Regions from separate parts of the Mus musculus genome. Here regions 2, 3 and 4 are each linked to region 1. The links are chromatin contacts, called in public ChIA-PET, Hi-C and HiChIP or PLAC-seq maps. All regions are on one chromosome and are shown on one strand. Each heading gives the region's core, a stretch centred on a gene start, on an enhancer-like site or on the middle of the called end of the contact. The rest is flanking DNA. Distances are from core to core; before and after follow the strand shown. Region 1 holds the start of Dmtf1 (cyclin D binding myb-like transcription factor 1). Region 2 overlaps Abcb4 (ATP-binding cassette, sub-family B (MDR/TAP), member 4). Region 3 overlaps Elapor2 (endosome-lysosome associated apoptosis and autophagy regulator family member 2). Region 4 has its middle 18 kb from the start of Crot.

Region 1 (2,978 bases), core at 312-2,811:
TCTTTACTACGTAACATATATTTTAATTCTTCACTACTTTAGTGCCAAATAAAGTTCTGTTGAATAGATGTGCCTGCTTGTTTATTCATTCACCTCCTGGTTAGCCTCTTGGTTGGTTGCATGTTTTGGCAAATGTGAATAAAGCTGCTGTAAAAAACTTGTGATTCCAAATTGCATTGGCCATCAACTCCTATGAACCTTGCTTGATTTAAGAGTATGCCTGATACATCTAATTTCACTCCCCTGGGGGGAAAAAATGATTTTCCCTTTCCCCAGATCTACCATTTGCAAACAGCTTCTTGATTAGGAATGGGACTTTGTGTATCACTAGTAGTGAAAGGAAAGCAAAGTATAACGTGTATCTGCTGAATCATAAAAGCAACACCAATAGGAACCCCAATGCTCAGAATTGTGTATCTTAGAACTTTTGGGTTGGTTTGGTTTGGTTGAGATGTGTTCTATGTAGCCAACACTGCCTCAAAATCCAGTCTTCTTTCTGCCTCAACCTCTTCTCTGCTGAAATTAATAGGTTCGAACAATTGTGCCCAGCATGGGGCAAAAGGCAACTTTTTTGATGTTCTCATCATAGAGTCTGCACTTTTTGTAGCAGTGTTTATGGCAGAAAACCACATCTGACCAGTGTGCAGTTAAGTGACTGTAGAATGCCTATCCCTAAGTGGGTTTTTATAATGCAATCCTTACACCAAAGGTATAGGAGCGTTGCTGAAGATGGGGGGCAGAAAACTTGAAAGAGTCAGGGGAATGGGAAGACTTCTGTTTTAACACCCACCACTCAGCAGCTGTGGTCCCATGCATACCACCACTCCACTCCACATTCCAGCATGGATGGCGAACAAGGTTCCATCTCTGGCTAGGGAGCTACAAGCAGTCAAGACTGCTGAGGAAGAGTCAACTTCCTTCCTGAAGAGATCAGATTGTTTTCCCACGTCCAAGCGGGGCGCAGCCCTACACTGAAGTACATCTGGGCTACATGTGTGTACCCAGAAATACACCCCTACAATAGGACATGAATTTGAGTCGGGGGCATGTCAGGGAAAACACGGGGAGGAGTTGGAGTGGATAGGAAGGAGTAAATATGGTCAAAATGCATCTATTCATGTATGAACCTGATTCTTAAAGATTGGCATGGGAACAGGGCTTCTATTTTGTTCATCTCTAAGAATCCAGAAAATAGAGCTGCACTCGGCATAGCTACCAGCACTGAACTTTAAATGCATAAAGAACTGTAGTCTCCTAAAAGCGAGGTCACACTCACGGAGGTCACCTTTCACAAGAATTATAGAGACACACCGCTCCCTCTTCGCTTCGGAGATTGCGGAAACTAAAAGACAGATGGTGCAGACGCCTGCCAAGGGAAAGACCCTCCTTTACGTCTATCACCCGCCACAGCTCGACGGCGACCGTCCGACCCTATCGCTCGCTGAGAATGGCGCTCGATTCCGCAGCAACCCATCAGCTTGCCGACGCAGACGGAAGTGACGTCGGGGGTGGCGCGCGGGCCCGCCCCCCAGGAGAGGCGGGCCGCAGGGGGGGTGCTGGGAGGGCGGGGGCGGGGCGCGGCCTCGCGGCTCCGTTTCCGGTGGCTGGTTGCGCTCGCTCACCCCAGCTGCAGCCACTCTCTCCCGCGGCTGCTTCCTCCATCCTGGTATTTTTTGGAGCCTCCATCCTGGTTCTTCCAAAGTGCCCGGACCCAAAACAGGAAGTAAGTGCGATGGAACCTTCAGGTCCGGGCCTCCGCCGCAGCCGCTCCGCCCAGTGCGGCCGAGCCGGCCCCTTCGCGGGCCTTGGCTGTCGCCGGCTGGGTGCCGCGGGCGGGGTCGGAGTCCGGGCTTCGCTTAGCCGCCGCGGCAGGCCCCGCACGCCGCGCCCGCGGTCTCCGTCGCCGGCTCAAGCGGCCGCTGGCGGCTGGAACTCCCGAGCGATCCCTGGGGCGCAGCGGCGAGCCGGTGGGGGCGGAAAATGGCGGCGGGCTGGAGGAACTAAATGGCGCCGGGACCCCTGGGGGTGGGCCCGAGTCGCGGAGGACGGCGCCGGGGGCCCCGCGGGCGTGTGCGTGCTGGGCGGCGGAGCTGCCAGCCTGGCTTGGCTGGGGTGCACTGAGCCCCCTCGGCTGCGTGGGTGGGGTGGGCAGGGCAGTGGGGGCGGGGGTCGTCCCAAGCCCACCATTTCTCCTCGGCTCGTTTGGCCCGTGAGCCCCTCGCCGGTTGGACTCAGCGAAGGAAGTCATGGTTGCCAGTCGGACTTTCTCTTTAGAGACCGCGCGGGACGTGGCCTGGGGTGCGGGGAGAGTCCTGGCCCAGCCAACTAGTAATTGTCAGGATCGTGCGGAGCAGACCTTTAGCGTTTCAAAACCCTCTTTGGCCCTCTAGCAAGAACTTTTTTTTTTTTTTTTTTTTTTTTTTTTGAGAATCTCCCCGCAACCTTAACGAGTTTTACTCCGAAAGAAGTGGTCCAGTGCCATCCTGTGCTGTTCAGTGATACAGCATATGTTTTTATAGTTAAAGACTTCGGTGTAGCTAAAGAAAGAGTGATAGCCCGTGATTGCTTTTGTCAGCCCTTGTACCTCTTTCTGACAGCTAGACTTCCTTTGGGACAACCTCCAAAGAAAAATGCATTTCAGTACTGTTTGTGATGTGTTATGTCTTAAGCTAGATGTACTGACTTTTATTAATTAGAGCTATATTTTCGTGTTGTAAATAACTTTTGTGGCTTTTAGGCTGTAAATTAAGAAAGAAAAGACCTTTGATTATATTGAAAGTTTTACAAACATCAAAGGCTATTTTCCTTATAGATTTTCTATTTCTGGTACTGCAAATTTCTTTAGGCCAGTCTTAAATTTACCTTAATAATTCGAGTAATTTACTATAACATTTAAAACAACTATAATAACAAAATATTACTAGCTTTTTACTGTGGTAGAATAGTGATACAATTTTGTATATTTGGTTAAACTTAGA
Region 2 (2,978 bases), core at 340-2,839, 240 kb after region 1:
ATCCAATACATTTAGAATTATAAATTAGATCTACTTCTATAATTTCAATTTCCAACTTTGAATTTTACTATGTAAATGCAATGGCATGCTTTAGTATGTAAATCTTTTCATTTTCAATGTAGTCAGTTTAGTTTATTCAATGTAGTTGATTTAAGGTTAGGGAGAAGAGCAAACCTCATAGCAAAGTTCACTGTTAATTTGGTCCTATACACAATTTATCCCCCTGCCCACTCTACTGTATAGAAATTATAATCTGGTCAAACATGCAAAGGAAGTAAACACGGAAAGGAAGCATCTTAACCTACACTCTCGTGATGGACATAAACATCGTGATGGATATAAACAGACTCCAGTGGAGTCAGTGATTTGATATTGCCAAATAAACTTGTAGAGTTTCCTGTTGTTAGAGTGTACCTTACTAAATAACTTAATACACGTGATTCAATACTTGATTATCAATACCACCATGACTCTCTCAGCTTTCAGACAATGAAAGACTTACATTATCAATAATGTCAAAGATCACATAGGCTGCTCCTCTTGCATTAGCGAAAGCATCAATACAGGGGGCAGCCTGCCCCACACTGAAAGCCCCGATGAGGATTGAGAAGAAGACCTGAGTGAAAGAGTTAGGAACAGAATAGCATCATCTGCGTTAGAGCTTGCTTGAAATATACATGAAGGACCGAATTTAGGATTTATTGGACACTTAGTAACTTTTTTCTTACTGAGAAACAATATTTGTACATCTTTATGAAACACATTGTGATAATTAGATACATGTATATAATTAGTGTGATAAGACACCCATCAACTTGCTAAAAATAAAATTGCTTCAGTAAAGAACACATTTTTTTTTTTTTTTTTTTTTGGTTTTTCGAGACAGGGTTTCTCTCTATAGCCCTGGCTGTCCTGTAACTCACTTTGTAGCCCAGCTGGCCTCGAACTCAGAAATCAGCCTGCCTCAGCCTCCCGAAAGAACAAAATTTTAAAAACTAACACAACATTTCATTACTAAATGTGTTTATTTATATTTTATTTCCCTTTGTATGCATCAAAAATAAGCTTTGTTTAGTCTGCCAAACCATTTGTTGCTTTTTTCCCTGATCACAAAGTATTAGTCATAAAGACATTTGACTCCTACTTCATTAGCTCTGAAGCTAATGCCACCAGAAAAAGCATTCCTCCTGTTAAAGTTTCATTCCATTCTTTATCATTTTATCTAACTCTGCAAGGAATTGCACAAAATATTCAATAGGAAACATACAGATTTTGGCCCCATGTGGTTTTCCTTTAAAAAGCTATTATAGATTGATAGATATATGGTCAGATCAACGGAAGTCTAACACTTCCTTTATATTTTAAAAACAGGGTGTCTTCCTGCAGTCCATGATGGTCTGGAACTCATTATAGCCTCTATTCTCCAGCCCAAGCCTCCTGTGCGCTGGGATTAAAGGTATATATTACCATTCCCAGTCACCAGTCAGTTCATCCATTTATAGAACATAAAATTATGATCATTATATTTTGCAGCACACAAAACGACACATTTCACATCTGTCTCATTGGAACATAAACTGATGTATAAATCCAACACAGTTTCAGGAAAACAGATTTATAGCATATATAACTTAAGAAAGATATAGGAGAAGAGAAATTACTCCTTTCTCTCCAAGAACTTTTACATATATCTATGTTCTTTGAAATAACAGTGACATACGTGTTTACAAAACCCAAATCCCTTCCACTATCTATCTCTTATCTCAGGACCAATGAGAAAAAATTCTTAATGGAAGTAGATATTAAGGCATTATTGCAATGAAGTCATAGCTCTTTGTGTAGAAGGCTTGCCAGTTTCCCTTTACCTGTGACACAGACATTATGTACCAGGGCTACAAATGTGGACAAATTCACCATGCAAGGGTAATGGCAAAGGTTAATGCCACCTCCCTTATTTATAAAACGTCGGGAGGAAATGCGGAAGTGAAAACATGTGGTGAGCTGCCACAATGCGCCAGAGAAGAACAGGAAGTCGGGAGACTCTGCTGTTACTGATACCCCCAACCTTCACCAACTTCAGGCCCCTGTAAGCACACTGTGAGATTCAAATTCTCATATGGAGAAAGTCTAAGGACCAAATTATATTTAGAATTTTCATTTTGAAAGAGTCAAGTGCAACTTTTGAAACATGATCAACCCCAACGTGGAAGATGGTCACAAAATGTCACTGGTTTATAGAAAAGATTACCAAAGACCTACGTATTATGACTTAAGTTTCGGAAGAGAAAAACATACATATCTGGGAAATACATATCAAAAAAACCACTACCAAGTATGCATGGATTCTTAGAACGTAAGTAATTTAACTTTTAAAAGTTTTTATTTTAGTCATTAGTATAATTCAAATGCATTACCTTCACAATCATGCTATGAGCGTATCTACATCTTCATATAGCCAGATGATCTAACATGACTTTTCTTTTCTATTTTAAAAAGCTGCATGATGTGTGAATTGAATGCTCTTTTACACAATGACCTATCTATAGTAATAAATGAAACTCTCTTCCACAGTTAAACTCAACAAGAGAACAAGGATAACTCCAATATCTTCTTATTCTAATCATGTTTTCCATTTCATTTCCCTTTGTGTGAATATGTATTTCTCCAGTGGTCAAACCACAAGCTATTATCTTGTCCTCACTCACCATGAGGACTTGACTTGCATATTCTAGAACGCCAACTCTACCCACAGGACGGCAAAGATCAAACCTACAATCACAACTTTTTCTTCCAAAAGGAGAAAGGGGGGAAAGGAGCAGGCAGGGGATAGAGAGCTGGCTCAGGGTCAAGAATGCACACTGGGCTATTATCCACTTATCAGTGAGTACATATCATGTGAGTTGTTTTCTGATTGGGTTACCTCACTCAGGATGATATCCTCCAGATACATCCATTTGCCTAGGAATTTCACAAATTCA
Region 3 (2,978 bases), core at 323-2,822, 180 kb before region 1:
AAAGAATTAAACAATGATGTGGCAGAGCAGGCAGTTAAAAACTGGAATTACGGCTAACAGAGGGTGTTCTGCAAGTAGCCATGACATGTTTCACAAAAACACCAGGTCTCTGCAGAAGCACAACATTGTACTTGACAATACACAGAAATGCGATCTTAAGATCATTCATTAATCAGAAAGTATTCTGGCTTCATAAAAATGAAGAAACAAATGTGTTTCCAGTACACAATTTACATATGACCTTCCTTTTAGTTTACTGGGTATTTTGATAATCATTAGCGCTTACTCATCTCCACAGCTGGGCTAATGAAAGGTGCATGACAAAGCACCATCTGCACGTCTACCGAGAAGAAAGAGAAACTGGGAGAGTGACAGCAGCTTGGGAAATAACTGAAATTCAGAGAGCACTGGAAGTGGAATTGAAACCCAAGGGTTTTGAGCCCAGTACTTCAGCAGGCGCCCTGTCCTGGTGTGGAGGCTGCAGCATCCTGCTTCTGTTCACCAGATACCTCTACTACCAGGCACATCATCCTGAGCATGTCATTGAGAGCATCTTCAGAAATTTTCAACTCTTCCCCTGGAGAGAAATCTGCATCCTTCACCAACTGAGGATCACTGTAAGACTCTACTAAGGTTAATAGAAGTTCTGCATTTATAATATAAGGTAATTCTAACTTAGAAGCTGATTTGTTTTCCATAAACTCAGTGTAAAAAAAAATGACATCTATCCTGTGATCCCATGCCCACTTCAGGAAACCAGAGAGAACCATAATTCCTTATGACCAGCAGAAGCCCCAAACTCTACATGCTGGAAAATGCTAACACAGAGTTTTCTGTGAATTCAAGGTTTGCTAAAAACATGAAAACCATTTATTTATATACTAGTCTGATTGTTTTTAAAAAATATATATCAAATTGGTTTTTTCTCCACAACTTCTCTTCCCCCTTCCTATCCATATTTTGCAGTTGTAGAAATAAAACAGTGTCTGAGAAATTCTCCTTAGGTATCAGCCGTGAAGGGAGGCAAGAGCTGGCAGAGGCACACTCAGGTTCCGAAAGCCTCACCCACTAGGCCACACAAGAACACTGAGTACATCCAACTCAATTCGCACAGGTTATTAGAGGATTTTTTATTTTTCTAGCACTTTTTAAAAAGCAGAGCTTGTGTTAATCTGCTTCTGTGCACAGAATCAGGTTCTGTGCACAGCTTTGCTACAAATATGAAGAGCTCCTGGCAACAAAAACCACAGGGGGGAAAATCGTGAAAAAAAAGAGAAGTATATGTTTATATCAGTAAGCCCTGTAGACTGAATTTTCACTAGTTTCAGTAATAAAACATTCTTATCTATTACTATCTTGGCTATTCAACTATAAGATCTATTGAGTATATAAAACACAGAGTAAAGAAAATAAATGATTTGGAATTGTGGCTTGGAGTAGAAAGCCAGACTCATTCTCATCACTAGACAGTCTGGGTCTTGTTTCTGCTCCTGTGCGTTAGGATTACGCAACAGTCTCTGGAGAGACTTCACCATGATATTTAATAAAGCTACAAACCTGCCCAGGGAAAACCAAGCAGTAACAAGCTCTGTCAGTAGGAGCAATTCACAGAGCTTCAGCTACGCCACACACACACGAGAGAGAGATGATTCTCATTCATATTTCATCTGTTTTCAGAGCAGACCAATCTCAGGCCTAAAGGTCAACACCCAGTAAAGATGATGCAAGAATAAAAACAGCGCCATATGGAGCTTCCTGAACTGGAAAACACATCCAAAAGAGTCACATTAACCTCACAGAGAAACCCATTACCGTCCATATGCAAGCCGAAGTACTGCCCAAACCATACAGAGCTAAAGGCAGCATTTGATGGCGTCTCTGCAAGCCATCGGACCCCTTGCAAGACTGTCCAGGTTAATAGTCACCATTGCTCATTTAGGAAACATTTTTTAAACACTCATACATACACACTCATACACACATGCACACACACATGCATGCACACACACACGTACAGCATAAATTTATATGGTGAAAGTATATGCATAATAATCACATCCTTAATAGGAGCATAATTACAAAACGCCCCCCACCCCCCCACCCCACCCCCGCCCACAAGCCATAGGCACAAAGGCTTAAATCCTTCCTTTGGATAGCTTTCTCTGCCAAGAATGAAAACTCCTGACCCCTTTCCCAGTAAATATGAAAGTGTCATGTAAATACAATTCCTGGCAGATGTGCTTGACGGCATGGAGAAGAACAGCCTGGCTTTGCACAGTGGTACAGCATGCACCTGCTCAGCCCTGCTCAGCCCTGCTCAGCCCTGCAATGTCACTCACTTGCTGAGGATTCTGAGCCAACCGTTTATTTTTGCTGCTGCTGTTTTCATTACTCTGCCTTTGCTATTAACCTCAGCAAGTGCCAACACCATTCCACATATTGAACTGAATATAAAACAGACGCTGAACCCGGACCATCAGTTGCACATCAGAAGTTTTGCCTCGGCTAATTAAAAACATAGGAAAAGCACTATCTTTTCAGTGTTTTCAATCACATGGGAAAAAACCTAAGCCACTGACCAGTATAAAAGTAACTGTCTTGCTGAAACTCCCCGCAACCTCAGCAAACCCTGTAAAGGGAGAATGGCTGCGCATTCTGCAAAGAAGAGGGAAGCCATGATGGAGTCGGGGAGCGAAACCTCAGCTCTACCCCAGGCTGGACTTGAGTGCCCAGGAGGATTTCCGTTACTTCTCCAAATTTCATCTAAAATTGCTTTTATATTTCTAAGTGGAAATATTTTGCTAAAACTACAGAGACACTGAAACAGGATGGTGCATGTTGGTTTCATACGCTAGACAGAGGTGGCACATGCCTTTAATCCCAGCACTTGGGAAGCAGAGGCAGGCAGATTTCTGAGTTCAAGGCCAGCCTGGTCTACAGAGTGAGTTCCAGGACAGCCAGGGCTACGCAGGGAAACC
Region 4 (2,978 bases), core at 194-2,693, 150 kb after region 1:
TTTCCAAATATGGGTAAAGGCATCTTTCAGTGTTTTTTATTTTCCTGAAATGTATCAGTGTTATAGAATAAGCCATTCTCTGCACTGGGAAGATGGCTATGTAAGGAAACCATTCATTAAGCACATTGGAGACCTCTGGATACAACTGAGATGGTTCTAAGAGGAATGCATATGGATCTGAACCTGTAGATATAGAAGTCAGAGAGACTTATAAGTGCCTGAGCTGTACAACTCCAGTCTTAGAAAAATAAAAACAAACTGAGTCTGGAAGTAATAGACAGTAAGTAATAATAGAGATCAGCAGACACTAATAAAGAGGAAACTAAAGGAACAACACACAGATTCAACCAAACATTGAAATAGTTGGTTCTCTGAAAACATAATTAAAGTAAAGAGAAGACCCACATTAATAAATTTAGAATTAAAAGCGACAGGGAACAACAGTTACCAAGAAAATGCAGAGGATCTAGGTTAGGGAACACTCTAAATGTTTGCACTTTTTTTTTTTTTTTTTTTTTTTTGGGTTTCAAGACAGGGTTTCTTGTGTAGCCCTGGCTGTAGACCAGGCTGGCCTCGAACTCAGAAATCCGCCTGCCTCTGCCTCCCGAGTGCTGGGATTAAAGGCGTGTGCCACCATGCCCGGCAAATGTTTGCACTTTTAAAAACACTGGAAAATCTAAAAGAAATGGATAAATTCTAGACACATATTATTGATAAATTTTTCTTTTAAAGAAAGAGACCGAGGGAGCAAGAGATAAAAAATGTCAAAGAGTGATTATAGGATCCTATCATGAATTAATATTCTGGCACATGCCTTTAATCCCAGCACTTGGGAGGCAGAGGCAGATTTCTGAGTTTAAGGCCAGCCTGTTCTACAGAGTGAGTTCCAGGGCTATACACAGAAACCCTGTCTCAAAAAAAAAAAAAAACAAAAAACAAAAAACAAAACAAAACCCAAAACCAAACAAACAAAAACATTTTTAACCCCTATGTAACTACCTAATTCCTGTCCACTTTAGGGATATCTGATTCCCTCTAATCTGTCACAGAGTGATTGCTCTGAAGAACAATTTTTATTTATCATTGCGTAAGTCCACATTTTAAATATCTAGAGTATGGTTTCTGAACATGAAGTAATCAAGAAGTAGAGACCAGCTGCCTTCCAAGTCAGATGGCAAGGTTCAAAGAACACTAATGGAATTTAGGTAGAAACATTCCGGACACCTCAACCATAAAAGCAGAGCTTGTGTGTTGTTTTCTTGTGTTTTGTGATGCAGAAAGCCAGAATAATACTGTTGCAGACAGTGGAGAATATTTTCTAGCTAGTGGATGGCCCTCTCTTAGAGATGAATGAGTGTCTTCTTGATTGGACACGCTGAGACTCTTCTGTGGTTCTGTCTCTCTGAAGCTGTCAATAGCTTGAGTGTGAGCTGCCGCCTGTAGGTTCCTGTGTTGAGCACTTCCTTCCTCAGCTAGAGGCTATTCTGGGAGCTGGGGGAAGGAAACTCTAGGTTGTAGGATCTACTGAAAGAACTAGGTCACTGGAGGTGTGAATCTGCAGATACATTTCCTCCTACCCTTTTGTGTTAACCTCTTTGCTTCCTGCTGCCATGTTTTTCTGCTTTGACAACCGGCTACTATGTGTCCCAGGAACAAAGACAGATGACTATGTACTGAAACCATGACCTAAAGTAATTATTTTTTTCCTTTTATTTTTATTGGGTGTTTGTCATAACCATTGAGGGGGGGGGAAACAACACATTGCTTTCCTTTTCTTTCTCGTTTCCTCTTCTCTCCTCTTCTCTCCTCTTCTCTCCTCTTCTCTCCTCTCCTCTCCTCTCCTCTCCTCTCCTCTCCTCTCCTCTCCTCTCCTCTCCTCTCCTCTCCTCTCCTCTCCTCTTCTCTTCTCTTCTCTTCTCTTCTCTTCTCTTCTCTTCTTTCCTAAGATAAGGTCTCACTTTATAGCCTAGGATCGCCTCAAATTCAAAGCTTCCTGTCTCAGCCTCTTGTGTGCTGGTATCACAGGTATGAGCCACCACAACCCTGCTCACTGCTGAAGCTTCCAAACCACTTGTTGGCCTATAAATCCACAGTAGCTTCCTGTTGCCAAATGCACGAGAAGCAGTAAGCACAACAGACAGAGATGACAGGCAGTAAATCTGTACTCTACATCCTATCAGTAGAGCAGAAAATGTAAACTCTTCTTGAGTTTTGCACGTCTTACTTTTGAAATGAGGAAGGTTGCATTTTCAGCTTTACATATAAATATTTCTCTGAGATAATTATTATATTATTCCCCCTTTTCTTCCTTCCCTCCAAACTTTCCCACATACCTCTCCCTGATCTCTTTCAAATTTATAGCCTCTTTTAGAATTAGTTGTTGAACATATATTCCTGTACTGGCTAGTTTTGTGTCAACTTGACACAGCTGGAGTTATCACAGAGAAAGGACCTTCAGTTGGGGAAATGCCTCCATGAGATACAACTGTAAGGCATTTTCTCAATTAGTGATCAAGGGGGAAGGGCCCCTTGTGGGTGGTGCCATCTCTGGACTGGCAGTCTTGGTTCTATAAGAGAGCAGGCTGAACAAGCCAGGAGAAGCAATCCAGTAAAGAACATCCCTCCATGGCTTCTGCATCAGCTCCTGCTTTCTGACCTGCTTGAGTTCCAGTCCTGACTTCCTTGGTGATGAACAACAGTATGGAAGTGTAAGCTGAATAAACCCTTTCCTCCCCAACTTGCTTCTTGGTCATGATGTTTTGTCCAGGAATAGAAACCCTGACTAAGACAATCCCTGAGTGCATACATAAAACTTGCTTAGTCTGAATCATGTACCTTGTGTGTATATTTTCAGGGCTGACCACTTGGCATTGGATAAGTGATTGTGCTCGTTCATAGGGAAGAGCATTTCTCCCAAGCTCAGGATTCCTTAGTTGCCTAGGTATTGTCTACAGTGGAGGCCTCTTGAGCTTCCCCAG

The links. Hi-C and Micro-C count contacts between places; a contact is called where the count stands out from the background. ChIA-PET counts read pairs in DNA pulled down with a chosen protein or histone mark. HiChIP or PLAC-seq counts read pairs in DNA pulled down with a chosen protein or histone mark.
Region 2: a contact with region 1 is called in an H3K4me3 HiChIP or PLAC-seq map of pro-B cells, with 3 times the contacts expected there. The contact joins the enhancer-like site here to the promoter of Dmtf1 in region 1. A contact is called at or near these places in 2 of 39 promoter capture datasets (the C10 cell line and pre-B cells), 2 of 115 datasets of contacts at active chromatin or transcription factors (bone marrow-derived macrophages and pro-B cells) and 2 of 9 other capture datasets (liver and pancreatic islet).
Region 3: a Hi-C map of the N1E-115 cell line shows a contact between it and region 1, with 3 times the contacts expected there. The contact joins the enhancer-like site here to the promoter of Dmtf1 in region 1. A contact is called at or near these places in 2 of 39 promoter capture datasets (hippocampal neurons and pre-B cells), 1 of 484 Hi-C or Micro-C datasets (the N1E-115 cell line), 2 of 115 datasets of contacts at active chromatin or transcription factors (the 230-238 cell line and embryonic hindbrain) and 1 of 9 other capture datasets (pancreatic islet).
Region 4: an RNA polymerase II ChIA-PET map of memory CD8 T cells shows a contact between it and region 1, with 63 read pairs. The contact joins the enhancer-like site here to the promoter of Dmtf1 in region 1. A contact is called at or near these places in 3 of 115 datasets of contacts at active chromatin or transcription factors (effector CD8 T cells, memory CD8 T cells and trophoblast stem cells) and 2 of 9 other capture datasets (adipose tissue and liver).

The regions. Positions count from the first base shown.
Region 1 is chr5:9,160,359-9,163,336 of GRCm38.p6, reverse strand. It overlaps Dmtf1 (cyclin D binding myb-like transcription factor 1), which reads left to right and starts at 1,561. Exons shown (of 18, transcript NM_011806.3): 1 at 1,561-1,723. Gm46901 (predicted gene, 46901) reads left to right here and starts at 2,427. Exons shown (of 1, transcript NR_166570.1): 1 at 2,427-2,978.
Region 2 is chr5:8,916,297-8,919,274 of GRCm38.p6, reverse strand. Abcb4 (ATP-binding cassette, sub-family B (MDR/TAP), member 4) reads right to left here. Exons shown (of 28, transcript NM_008830.2): 10 at 503-616. Among named protein-coding and RNA genes, the nearest start is that of Abcb4, 24 kb to the right of the region's middle. Within about 2 kb of position 1,589, at least 47 of the 459 cell types and tissues checked have an H3K27ac peak or open chromatin away from gene starts, as enhancers often do. A contact at or near this core is called in bone marrow-derived macrophages and pro-B cells, where this site is marked.
Region 3 is chr5:9,344,100-9,347,077 of GRCm38.p6, reverse strand. The region is part of intron 1 of Elapor2 (endosome-lysosome associated apoptosis and autophagy regulator family member 2); the gene reads right to left. Among named protein-coding and RNA genes, the nearest start is that of Mir879, 30 kb to the left of the region's middle. Within about 2 kb of position 1,572, at least 38 of the 459 cell types and tissues checked have an H3K27ac peak or open chromatin away from gene starts, as enhancers often do. A contact at or near this core is called in the N1E-115 cell line and pancreatic islet, where this site is marked.
Region 4 is chr5:9,014,081-9,017,058 of GRCm38.p6, reverse strand. No RefSeq gene overlaps it. Among named protein-coding and RNA genes, the nearest start is that of Crot, 18 kb to the right of the region's middle. Within about 2 kb of position 1,443, at least 45 of the 459 cell types and tissues checked have an H3K27ac peak or open chromatin away from gene starts, as enhancers often do. A contact at or near this core is called in effector CD8 T cells, memory CD8 T cells and trophoblast stem cells, where this site is marked.